Linked DNA regions of Mus musculus: all the other regions are linked to region 3. A link is a contact called in public HiChIP or PLAC-seq and promoter capture Hi-C data. All regions are on one chromosome and are shown on one strand. The core of a region is the stretch at or near the end of the contact, and the rest is flanking DNA. Distances in the headings are between cores, read along the strand shown.

Region 1 (3,707 bases), core at 216-2,715, 1.5 Mb before region 3:
AAGCTCTAGGGCAGCAGGGACTGACTGTTCTGTAGTGACTGCACTAGAGCCAGTAATACACAGCACTAACTTCACATCTTAACAAAGGCTGGGGCCCTCTCAGCAGCCCTTAAAACATTATCTCCCCAAGAAATCACTCAAAGTACTGAATATATATATATATAATCCCCCAGGTAAAACAAATTACACTTAGCAGCTACCAACCATATTATTTCCTTCCTGTCTAATATAATTTTTCTATCTTTTAAAATATAAACTGCTTTGGCTATTTTAAAAAAAAAAATGATCCACCCTCCTAAATTAACCTGGCTTTATTTGTTTTTAACAATTGAACAAACTAGGGACAAAGGGTAATTCTAAGTAGCTCTTTAAGTACCGAGATGCAAAGATTTTCCTCCAACTGTCATTTCAAAAGGCAAATTGTTCTGTCGGGAGGCACAGGATGCGGGGAACAGGGTGCGCAGAGGTGGGAAGCTACACCTGAAACCCAAGCCAAGCAGTTCGTCCATCTTACCCGGCACATCTCTGAATAGAACCACATGCCATCCGCTCCTGCCCCCTCACTTCTTAGTCATTCTCTCACGAATGTCATCTGTAATTATTAGGTACAGGGAGGAAATCACTGAACAAGCCTAGCAAGAGCCTCACCCTCACGTGCCTACAGACTAGAAGTCAAGCAGATAAACTAAATGGCCTAATTAATTCATTCCTCAAATAACTATTTCATTTTCAATAACCTTTAAACCCCTGCTATCCAGAGGTGCTGAGTGCCATGATGGAGACAGGCCAGGGCTGGCTTTCTGGGGGATGACTTACAATGGGAGCTAACAGATAAACAAGATGACTCCAGAGTGGTAATTGCTGAGGAATATGTAACAGGAAGTTGTGGAGGCACAGGAGGGCGTGGGCATCACTGAGAAATGGTGATGGAGATGACCTATGACCGTAGAGCAATTGGTCCAGCCCTGTCTGGGTGGCCTGTTCCACCAAGGGTAACCAACCCTGGGCTGGCAAGGGCACGGGTGCTGATTGAAACCACCCCTGTCCCGCCACCCCACTGCTTAGATTGAAGAGGTGGGACTAACTCTCTAAGACCACACCACAAAACCGTACTCTGGCAAACGCCGCCAGGCTCAGCCACATCCAATGAGAACTTTAGACACATATCAGCAACCCGCCAAACCAGCCAAAAAGTCCCGCCGCCAAGGCCCGCGCATGCGTAGTGCGGCGCCGGCCGGCCGCCTCACTTTTCGGCTCTGCGCCGGCGCACTGAGCCTTCACGAAGGAGGGACTTGATTGCGCCGAGCATGGGGGGCGGGGCTTGGTTGCTCTGAGCCAAGAAGACTGGGCAGGACTGCGCCGCGGGGCGGAGCCAAACCCGGCTTGGCTAGGCCGCGGGATGGCACTTCCGGGCGTCCTAGCGCCTGGCTCGACGGCGCCTGCGCGCTGCGAGGCCGGCCGGCCGGGACGGGGCGGGGCCGGCGAACTTCTGTGCCTCACTGTCCCCGGACACTGAGGGACACCGGGCAGGCAGCTGGCACCATGAAGATCTGGACTTCGGAGCACGTCTTTGAGTGAGTGTGGGTGCGGCGCCCGCCTCCGGCGCCCTCGGGGAACTTCCTGGCGTCGGGTGTAGCGAGACAAGCGGAGCTCGGGACTCGGGGGGATCGCCAAGGTCACGACCCCGACCCGAGCTAGGGCTCCCTGTCCCCAGGCCTGGGAATTCCTCCCACACCGTCGCCACTGACGGAAGACAAGAGCGGGCCGTCGAGCCTGATCCGGAAGTGACTCCAGGGGTCACAGAGCACGAGGCCCGAGGGCTTCACAGGGTTTTGGGGTGTCCTGAGCGCCGACGTATCCAGGGTATCCTGGAGTTTCCTGACTGATACCTGACAGACTCACCGGGACCTGACTGAACCCCGACGGCTTGTGGTGGCTGGAGTGCCCTGACTGATACCTGACAGACTCACGGTGTCGTGGCTGAACCCCAGTGATGGCATGATGGCCTGAGTGACCTGGGTTGTTCTGACTGAAATCCCCCATGTTATAGCGCCCCTCACCCCCACGGACATCTAGAAAGCTGGCCACCCACGTGGAGTGTCTTCCTGTTGGTCTCAGCTCATGCTACCATGATGCCAAACATTGATGACAGTCAATCTGGAGAGCAGATCTCTTGATTTCTTGATCAAGATCTCTTGATCTAGAGACCAGGGCCTGCTCTTGCAGATAATTTGTCACCTCTGTTTCCTATTCCTCTCAGCCATGACAGCTGACTGATAGCCAGTGTCTGCTATCACATCCAGTCACAGCTTTATGGTTCTCTGAACTTATAGTGGGAAACAGGATCAGAGTCAGTGGGGTGTTGGGAATTATACCACCCAGGTTCATGGTGCCACACACAAGAACAACAGAGCTTTCTACCTAAATAACTGGTTTACGCCTTGTTCCAGCCCTCCTTTCTGACTGATTTATTGTGCTCTATTCTACAATGTCATCTTGTCATAGTTATTGTTGACTTACATCCGAAACCACTTCCAGATGATCTGAGCTCCTTCACTCACTTGGCCAATGTTGCCACACTGTTTTAATAGTATAGCTTTATGGTGCCTTTTAATCTACAAATGCCAATCCTGATTACTGAGGGTAATTGTAAAAGAAGTTTTACATAGTAGATCATATCTGAGTACCTGCTGTGTCCCAGAAAGGACAAACTACTAGAACTAGAAGGGACTCTCAACGTTTGTACCACTTCTGGGACTGAGGGGCTGTGGTCCTTAGGATGCTGTCTGTTTCAGAACAAGGGGTTCTGGACCCCAGTCCTCTTCTACATCTGAATGCTTTGCTTCAGAGCTGTTGGCCCAAAGTGTCATCCTTAGAACTTAGAACTTGTTCCTCCCTTACGGTTCTCTACATCTATACTCTTTCCTCGGCTTGCCTCCCCCCTCACCCCCCCTACCCCAACCCTTGGATCCATCCCTTCCCTTTCCTAACGGCATGTGTTCAATGAAAGTCGGTCGTTGGTGATCCTAGTCTATTTTTGCCACAGACCTCTGGAGTAGATGAAAGCTGAAGGACCTGTCTTCTAGAAGATAGATACACAACTGCTCCCTGGGAGGAGCCCAGCAGTGCCTTGTATCCAGACCGGTTGGGCCACCCAAAGTCCCAGCCTACATGCACTTTGGCACCAGGATCTGTATGTCAGCCAGGATGGTGCTGCATGCCTGTAACCCTAACAGTTTGGGAGCCTGAGACAGGAGAATTCCCATGAATATCAGGCTAGCCTGAACATCCGGGTACACAGTGTGTGCTGGGCAGCCAGGACAGCATAGCAAGGCCACATCTCAAAACAGTAACAGAGACAGAAGCGCACTGAACTTCCCACTTCGCCTCCTGAATTGCAGTCTTGATGTCTTGCTTCCTTTTTCAGGGTTCCATCTTGAGAACATTGCTCTCTCAAGCAGGACTCTAGGTCATTCCTCATCCAACCTAGCTTGGATTTTTTTGGGCACTGTCTTCTTGAGAAGCCCTGATTAACCAGTCACTACCAAAGCTGCTTGGTATGTTTTTAGTCTCACTCCACCGATTTCCATACTGTCTGTGTCCTTGCTTTCTGAAGATGGATTTCAAACTCTACATATTGTATAAGTGAGCCTTAATTTGTTTTTAATCTCAAGCCCTATTCCACAGTCAACAAAGGTCTGTAAGTA
Region 2 (3,576 bases), core at 538-3,037, 1.4 Mb before region 3:
GAACATGGACGACAACCACCAAGCTAATCCACAGAGTACTTTCTTGTGTCTGTGTGGTCTCCTGAGATGTTCCTGTGTGTACATTGTCTGTGTGTAGATGTTAGAGATCAAGGTTGGGTGTCTTCTCCAGTCACTCTCCACACCCCTTTTTGAAGGTCTCTCGGTAACACGGACGGTTCAGCTGGCTGGCCAGGGGGCTCCAGGGATCCCCCGGTGCTGGATTACAGACAAGAGCTTTTTATGTGGATGATAGTTTCTGAACTCAGGACCTAGTGCTCCTGTGGCAAGCACAGTACTCGCTAAGCCATCCCCGACTCTTACTGAATCTGAACCACCTCAGTTACTGAGCCACTTAAGTGACACAAAGGACATCACTCTGAGTCTTCTTTCCTTCCTTATGCCCTGGGCAGGTGGCTGAGTCTTTCTGCCTTATTTTACTTATGAATAACACTCAATTCAAACTCTAGAACAGTGGTTCTCAGCCTTCCTAATGCTGCAACCCTTCAACACAGTTCCTCATGCTGTGGTGAACTCCACCTGTAAAATTACTTTTGTTGTTACTTCATAACTGTCATCTGCTACTGTTAGGAATCACAATGTGAATATGCAAGATATCTGATATGACCCCCACAGGGTCACAGCCCACAGGTTGAGAACTGCTGCTCTAGCGCCTAGCCTGCGATACCACACAAAAGCACTTAGCCCAACATCCAAATTAGCTAAATCCAACTCTATATATCCACCTCCGAGTTCCCAAGTGATGTAGTATGCTCTAGCATACAAACAGATGCCCAGGGTCTTATGTCCTACTGGTCAGCAGCTAGCTCTATAGGACCCCTGGAAGCTGCAACTGATGACTGACAGCTCCTGGTCCAGCAACCAACCAACCAACCACGGAGGGCTTCCCTCACTCGGTTCCAGAAACCCCTCACCTTTCCTCCATCACCCTCACTGCACCACTGACCACTCCACTGGTATACCTCACTGCATCCCATATTCATTCAAAGCTCATCTCACTTCCTGTAGAAAAGCCAAATTCCAGGGCCCCTACTCACTGTCCAGAAGGATATGGGAGGCTTAAGTCAGTCATACAGCTGGGTGGACTTCTGATTTCCTAACCCTGGTGTTTGGGGGGACACTGAACGATACCCGTTCCCCATCTCTCACCCAAATCTTGGACAGTCGGGGCTACGAGATCTTTCCTGTCCTGTACTCTAAGGATGAATGAAATCACCCAAAAGTGGAAAAAAAAGTTTGGTCTGTCCAGCACCGGAGAGTGTTTTCCCAACCCCAGAATGCTGCTGGAGTTTGGAGTTAGTTTGTTCACTGTATCACTGTGGTCCACTTCTCCCTTAGAGTCTGTCCTGCCCCCTCGGGCACCATGGCTTCTGCTTCGCAGAGATCAGCCCCAGGTGTCACTGGGAATCGGAATGCATGGGAAACTGAGGTCCCTAACGGGGCAGGACCGGCCCGAAGCCCTGAGTGCAGTTCCTGGACCCGCTTTGCTAGGGTCCGGGGTCGGAGGTCAGGGAGTCAAGGGTCACGGGTCCCCGTACCCGGGTCTGGCCGGAGCAGGAGCCGCGAGGACAGGACACAAACCCGGCTTCCTGGCGGAACGCCTACGGCCCTCTCACCTGGCCGCCGTCTGCCTCTTCGCCCCACTCTGAGGCATTCCCGAAGTAGTCTTCTCCCATAATTGTACCCGGCGCCGGACCCGCCATATCTGCCGCGTCTCCTCACTGCGCGTGCGCCGGACACAACAAATGGAAGAGCGCGTGCGCGGTTCTGGGCCTCAGGCAAGGCTAGAGAGGCGGAGTTGGAAAGGGGCGTGGTTACAGAGGAGGCGTGGCCTAGTCTTTGGCCTGCTGGGCGGGGAAACACCTTGTAGGATCTCTCATGAGCAAGATGGCTTGAGTCACAGCTTTATGTCTGCCCAGAACACTTCCAAGTTACCTTTTCTCCTTTTTAAGACAGGGTCTCGCCGGGCGCGGTGGCGCACGCCTTTAATCCCAGCACTCGGGAGGCAGAGGCAGGCGAATTTCTGAGTTCGAGGCCAGCCTGGTCTACAAAGTGAGTTCCAGGACAGCCAGAGCTATACAGAGAAACCCTGTCTCAAAAAAAAAAAAAAAAAAAAAAAAGACAGGGTCTCACTCGGAAGTGCAAGCATGCTTCCAGTTGCTATAAAAACCTCGAACCTTCAGTGAGCTTAAGCTTTGCCTGGACAGTGCAGCTGCCAACCGAGCAGGTATCACAGAAATGTTCGGATTTCTTTTACTATGGGCAAAAAGTACTCGGTGCATTGCAGAGCGAGATATAAAACATATTTCCAGTGGAGGAGGCCCTACAGCCTACAAAAGCCATGACTGGGCTCTGGAAAAGTGGACCCACTGAACACCTAGACTGAAGATACCTGGAGAGGCCTCCTGGCAGGTGGCCCCAAATCATCGATCGGGGAGGTTAACACCATGGGCTCTGGATGCAGACAGTGAGGAGAGGCTAGAGAAAAGAGCCAGCCATGTAGTACAGTCCTCAGGCACTGTCTGCAGAGCTGTTGGAATGCTATTTTACTTCTTCCTTCCTTCCATCATTTGACAAGTGTTTGTTGAATAACTCCTAAGTGCCTGGATCATTGATAACACCTGGAGTACAGTGACGTACTCAGGGACGAGATCCTTGCCACTTTGCCACCCATGATCCGAGGGAGCTAGCCTGCAAACAAAGGGGAGAAATGATAATACTGGATAACCAAAGTAAATAGTCTGTAATGATAGAAGAGACTTTCCCAAGATGCTCAGGGTGGCTCTTTCCATTCCAAATAACCTGGTGAAGAAAGTCCCCCACCAGAGCTTGTGGCACCCTGCATTGTAGTTGATGCCAGAGCCACCCAAGGTGACAACCACTTGCAAGGCTTTAGTCCGATGGCACATTGAAGCACTAGACACAGAGTTAGCAGGTAGTCAGCAGGAATTAGTTATTATAAAAGTTCATCTGGATTTTTGTTTAAGGAAAGTGATGGAACAGATATATCTGGAATGTCTAGCTATTTGCTACACCCAAAGAGGACTTATGGAGAGGAGGGAGGAAACCAGAGTTGCAGGGAGTGAGGAGGAAGGTGGAAAGGCAAGGAATGGTCTGGTAAGAGGCTACTTAGACTTCCAGTCTGTACACTCACAGATAGCCCAGCAGGAGGTAGGTTTCTGCCTGGGGACAAAGATGTGTTCAGGCTGAGGCCATTGGAGGCAACCCTGAAAGGCTTCTTTGCAGATGGTGGAAGGACCACTTTCCATCTCTCTGCTTGGTGGGTCTAGATCCAGCTCACATGATGAAGGAGCTTTAAGTTCAGGAGTGCCCTGCTATGGATTTGTTTCAGGCTCATTTTTATTTGTTTTCTGAAAATGTTGGGAATAATGAATGTCTGTTAAATTCCAACTATGGCTCTTAGATACTGTCTGAGTGGAAAGCAGGCAGATTCATTTATGAATAATTAATTGCACGTACAGAAGCAGGGATTGTCTAACTCACCTCTCCCTTAACCAATAAATGGCTAATTATGACAGTGGTTAACAAGCCTAGCAG
Region 3 (3,850 bases), core at 728-3,227:
AGACATATTACAGTGCTTCAGTCAGCAGCTAGGAAAGAGGTATCACTCTCCAGAGTCAGAACTGCACACTGGGCACCCAGCAGTGGGCAGAGGGGCCTCCTGTGCCCAGGGTCCCCCTTCCTCTCTATTTTAGGTCAATGTCTACATGATGTTACCTAGAAAGAACAACCAGTTCTGGCAGGTGTTCCACAATTTCTCAGGGCTTTAAGAAAAGCAGTTCATGCCAGGCAGTGGTGGCACATGCCTTTAAATCCCAGCATTTGCGAGGCAGAGGCAGGCGGATCTCTGAGAGTTGAGGCCAACCTTGTCTACAGAGTGAGTTTCAAGAGAGCCAGGGCTACACAGAGACCCCGTCTCAAAACACCAAAAAAGAAAAGAACAATCCAAAGCAATCTACTTTGGCCCACTGAGTACTGAAGGTCTGGTGTGACGGTGTAGACTTGGAGCCATCGATAGTCAGCACTGCTTTCTTGAGCGTGGCAGTCTACCGGGCCCTACCGTCCCTCGCCATGCCTCATCTTCCGGCTGTCCTGAAACAACAGTGCACATTCTCCAGGCTCCTCTGTGGCTGGTGAGTTGGCTCAGGTAGTAAAGACACTTGGTGTGCAAGCCTGGAAACCCGAGTTCGACCCTCAGAACCAACAGAAAGGCAGGCGAGAACTCCAAAGTTGTCCTCTGCCCAGATGTGGACTGTGACACGCATGCATGGCCATACACACAACAGGCAGAGAAAGTTTAGGGTTAGTCAGGTGAGCTGGCACAGGTGATCTCTGCACTTGGGAGGCAGGGTCAGGAGGAGCAGGCCATCCCTGACTGTACAGAAATCTGAGGACAGCCTGGTCTACAAAAGAGCCCATTTAAAGAAAAGGATTTGCACGGTCTAACACTGAATGTAATTGACAACTGTGTCGTTGCCAAGGAAACCATCTGTGCACTGTGACTCCAGACTCCCATATGCTTTTGCCACATTTCAAGCTGTTACTAAAAAGCAAATTCTTAAAACCCAGACTTCCACCAAGTCAGCCACCTCTCCAAAAGCGAGGCTAAGGCCCGAGCAATCCACAGCCTAATGAGGGTCGCTTCCTTAAAATAACAAGGAAAGGGAAACTGCAAGGAACTGTGGGAGCGCATTTGACTCCTGCTGCCTTCGAGACAGCCACGATGTGTCAGAGCCACCATAAGGTGCACATTCACGTCTCAGAAGACGGCTCGGGAGACAACTCTCGGGGCTGAGGACTACAAGCCTGTCTGTACAGGGAGAGGGATGCACAGACACGCAGCCAGGGCTATGTTTCTCCGGAGCGTGAGTTAGTCTTGATTTTCACCGGAAAAACTAACTCCTCCATCCTGGAGTTAGGAAACGAAACGACCCCCAGTGTGTGCTGGGATCCGCACGCTCCTCTCCCGTGCAATTTACTTGAGGACTTAGTTTCAGATCACCATGCGCACGTGAGAAGAGCAAGGGCGTACCGGGTGCCCTGCAGCGGGGGTGAAGAGGCGGTCGGACCTCTGGCAGGCAGCGCAGCCATCTCTCCAGCTCCCGTAGCTCTCAGGGGCCTTTCTCCTGGCTGACTGGGTTAGCTCGGGCTGCTCCCAAGCGTCCGACCACGCCCGCCGGCTCGGCCGTGCCCCTCCCATCCGCGCACGCCGCGGTCCCCCACCGTCCCCTCACCCCCGTGGCCTGGGCGGTGTGCGCACGCGGAGAGGCCCGGCCTACCTAGCGGAGCGCACGGGGTCCGGCTGCAGAGAGGGGCTCGGTCTCCTCACGCGGGCCCGGGCTTCCCGGAGGGAGCGCGGCGGCCGCCTGAGGAACACGCACGCGGCGGGGCCCGAAGCCACGGACCTGCTCTGGCGCGGGGCAGAGGGGGCGCAGCCGGGAGACCCCAGACCGCCGAGTCGTCCGCCTCAAGCCGGTGGAAACTGCCCCGTTACCACAGAAGCACCGCGCACGCGCCACGAGCCACTTCCGGGACTGCCCGGAAAGCGTCAGAGCACGGCGTCCCGCCCCTCTCAAGGCGGGCGCACATGCGCAGAAGCCCTGCTGAGGGCGAGAGGAAGTGTTTATGCCAGCAGTTGTGCGTTTGTGGAAAGTCGGCCAGCGCAGTTGCCAGGCAACTAGTTGAGAGAGGGCGTTGTTTTCGCGTGTGTATCGTTATATTGATTGTTGTTTAAACGTCTAAAGATGATCGTGGAGCCGAAGAGATGGCTCAGCGGCCAAGAGCAGTGGCTTCTTGGGGAAGACCCAGATTCTATTCCCAACACCTACTGGACGGCTCACAGGTCCAAGAGAACCAACACCAGTTCTTGGAGAACTGACGCCCTCTTCTGGTCTCTGTGGTCATTGCACGCAGTGGTGCTTAAACTTCTTCAGGCAACATACTCATATACATGTAAAAACAAAAAACAAACAAACAAACAAACAAAAAAAGAGTTCCCCAGCTCAGATCTAGCACTGTCCTCTGAGAGGCTGCCTACTTGGAACATCCCGAGCGGTATGATAAGGGGAATGGTTCCTACTCCCTGAGATGTTTAAGATTTATTTCCGTGCATGGATGTTGTCCCTGTGTGTATGTATATGCACCACATGCTTGGGGAGGCATGAAAACTGTGTAGGAGCCCCTGGAACAGGAGTTACAGATAGTCGAACCATCATGTGGGTACTGGGAACCGAACCATGGCTCTCTTCAAGAGCAACAAGTACACTTAATTACTGAGCCCCATGTACTAATAGGTCAGTATTAAGCCTGTTTGAAACACAAAAGTCCTGCTCTATGAAACATTCCACATAGAGTGTTTAAGGTGTCAGATAAAATGACAACATAGTTAGCTAGATTCCAGAATGGGGGTTCCAATGAACCAATCAGGGAAAGCGGTTTTAGAGAGAGAGAAAGGACAAGTGTCAGTGAGGAAGAACAAAATGTGATTGGTCCCTACAAAATTAGTTTCCTTGTTGGGCAACTTGGCAGGCCTTCCAATCCCTGCACGCAGGAGGTAGAGGCAGGGGGTGGGGGGGGGCGTCTCTGTGAGTTCTAGGCCAATCAGAACTACACAGAAATGTTCTGTCTCCAAAACAATTTTTAAAAATGTAAGGCAGGAACAGGGTTACAGAACAATGGAATAAAAACTGGCCGCTGGTTACCTGTCTTAAGGGACCTCAGTACAACACAGAGGAAACAGGCCTGTCTAGGACACTTGGTGATCATCTACTTACTCCCATCCCCTGAGAAGTCAAATAACAAGGTTTAGTTAGCGTACATAGTGTTTGGTTTGTCGTCGTCGTGTTTATTCCTGTTGGGGCTCAGGGGAAGAGTTGGGTCCAGAGTAGAGGGCTCCTTTAGGTTGGTTTCACAGGGCATTGTTACTATGACCTTCCCAGGACCCGCCCAGACTGATTCCTCTGTCTCCCCAGCCTTGTGATCCCTGTCTAAAGAATTCATTAACTAGCCAGCACAGCACACCCTTAGTGAGGGCAGCTGACAGTGACCAAAGAGGCTTTACAGTAACGGCCACAACCATCAAGCAGCAAACAGCACAGTTCCCTTTAGGGCCATGGCCCTTGCAGCACTGCATTATAGTCCTGCGGGGTGTGCTGGATAGTTTTATGCCAACTTGACACAAGCTAAAGTCATCTGACAGGAGGGAACCTCAGTTAAGAAAATGCCTCCATAAGATTAGGCTGTGCGCAAGACAGTAAAGCAATTCCTTAATTAGTGATCAGTGGTGGAGGGCCCAACCCATGGTGGATGGGGCCATCCCTGGGTTCTATAAGAAAGCAGGCTGAGCAAGCCACAGAAAGCAAGCCAGTAAGCAGCATCCCACCATGGCCTCTGCATCAGCTCTTGCTCCAGGT

What was found. Promoter capture Hi-C pulls out the DNA fragments that hold promoters and counts their contacts. HiChIP or PLAC-seq counts read pairs in DNA pulled down with a chosen protein or histone mark.
Region 1: a promoter capture Hi-C map of neutrophils shows a contact between it and region 3, with 3 times the contacts expected there. The contact joins the promoter of Prelid3b here to the promoter of Rae1 in region 3. A contact is called at or near these places in 4 of 39 promoter capture datasets (liver, neutrophils and pre-B cells), 2 of 484 Hi-C or Micro-C datasets (the G1E-ER4 cell line and rod photoreceptor), 1 of 115 datasets of contacts at active chromatin or transcription factors (fibro-adipogenic progenitors) and 1 of 9 other capture datasets (liver).
Region 2: an H3K27ac HiChIP or PLAC-seq map of extraembryonic endoderm stem cells shows a contact between it and region 3, with 12 times the contacts expected there. The contact joins the promoter of Nelfcd here to the promoter of Rae1 in region 3. A contact is called at or near these places in 2 of 39 promoter capture datasets (liver and pre-B cells), 1 of 484 Hi-C or Micro-C datasets (CD4 T cells), 1 of 115 datasets of contacts at active chromatin or transcription factors (extraembryonic endoderm stem cells) and 1 of 9 other capture datasets (adipose tissue).

Annotation. Positions count from the first base shown.
Region 1 is chr2:174,470,699-174,474,405 of GRCm38.p6, reverse strand. It overlaps Prelid3b (PRELI domain containing 3B), which reads left to right and starts at 1,465. Exons shown (of 6, transcript NM_025531.2): 1 at 1,465-1,574. The coding sequence starts at 1,543. Gm38546 (a long non-coding RNA gene) reads right to left here and starts at 1,395. Exons shown (of 2, transcript XR_867090.2): 1 at 817-1,395; 2 at 297-592.
Region 2 is chr2:174,414,015-174,417,590 of GRCm38.p6, reverse strand. It overlaps Nelfcd (negative elongation factor complex member C/D, Th1l), which reads right to left and starts at 1,787. Exons shown (of 15, transcript NM_020580.3): 1 at 1,635-1,787. The coding sequence starts at 1,721.
Region 3 is chr2:172,998,244-173,002,093 of GRCm38.p6, reverse strand. It overlaps Rae1 (ribonucleic acid export 1), which reads right to left and starts at 1,977. Exons shown (of 12, transcript NM_175112.5): 1 at 1,718-1,977.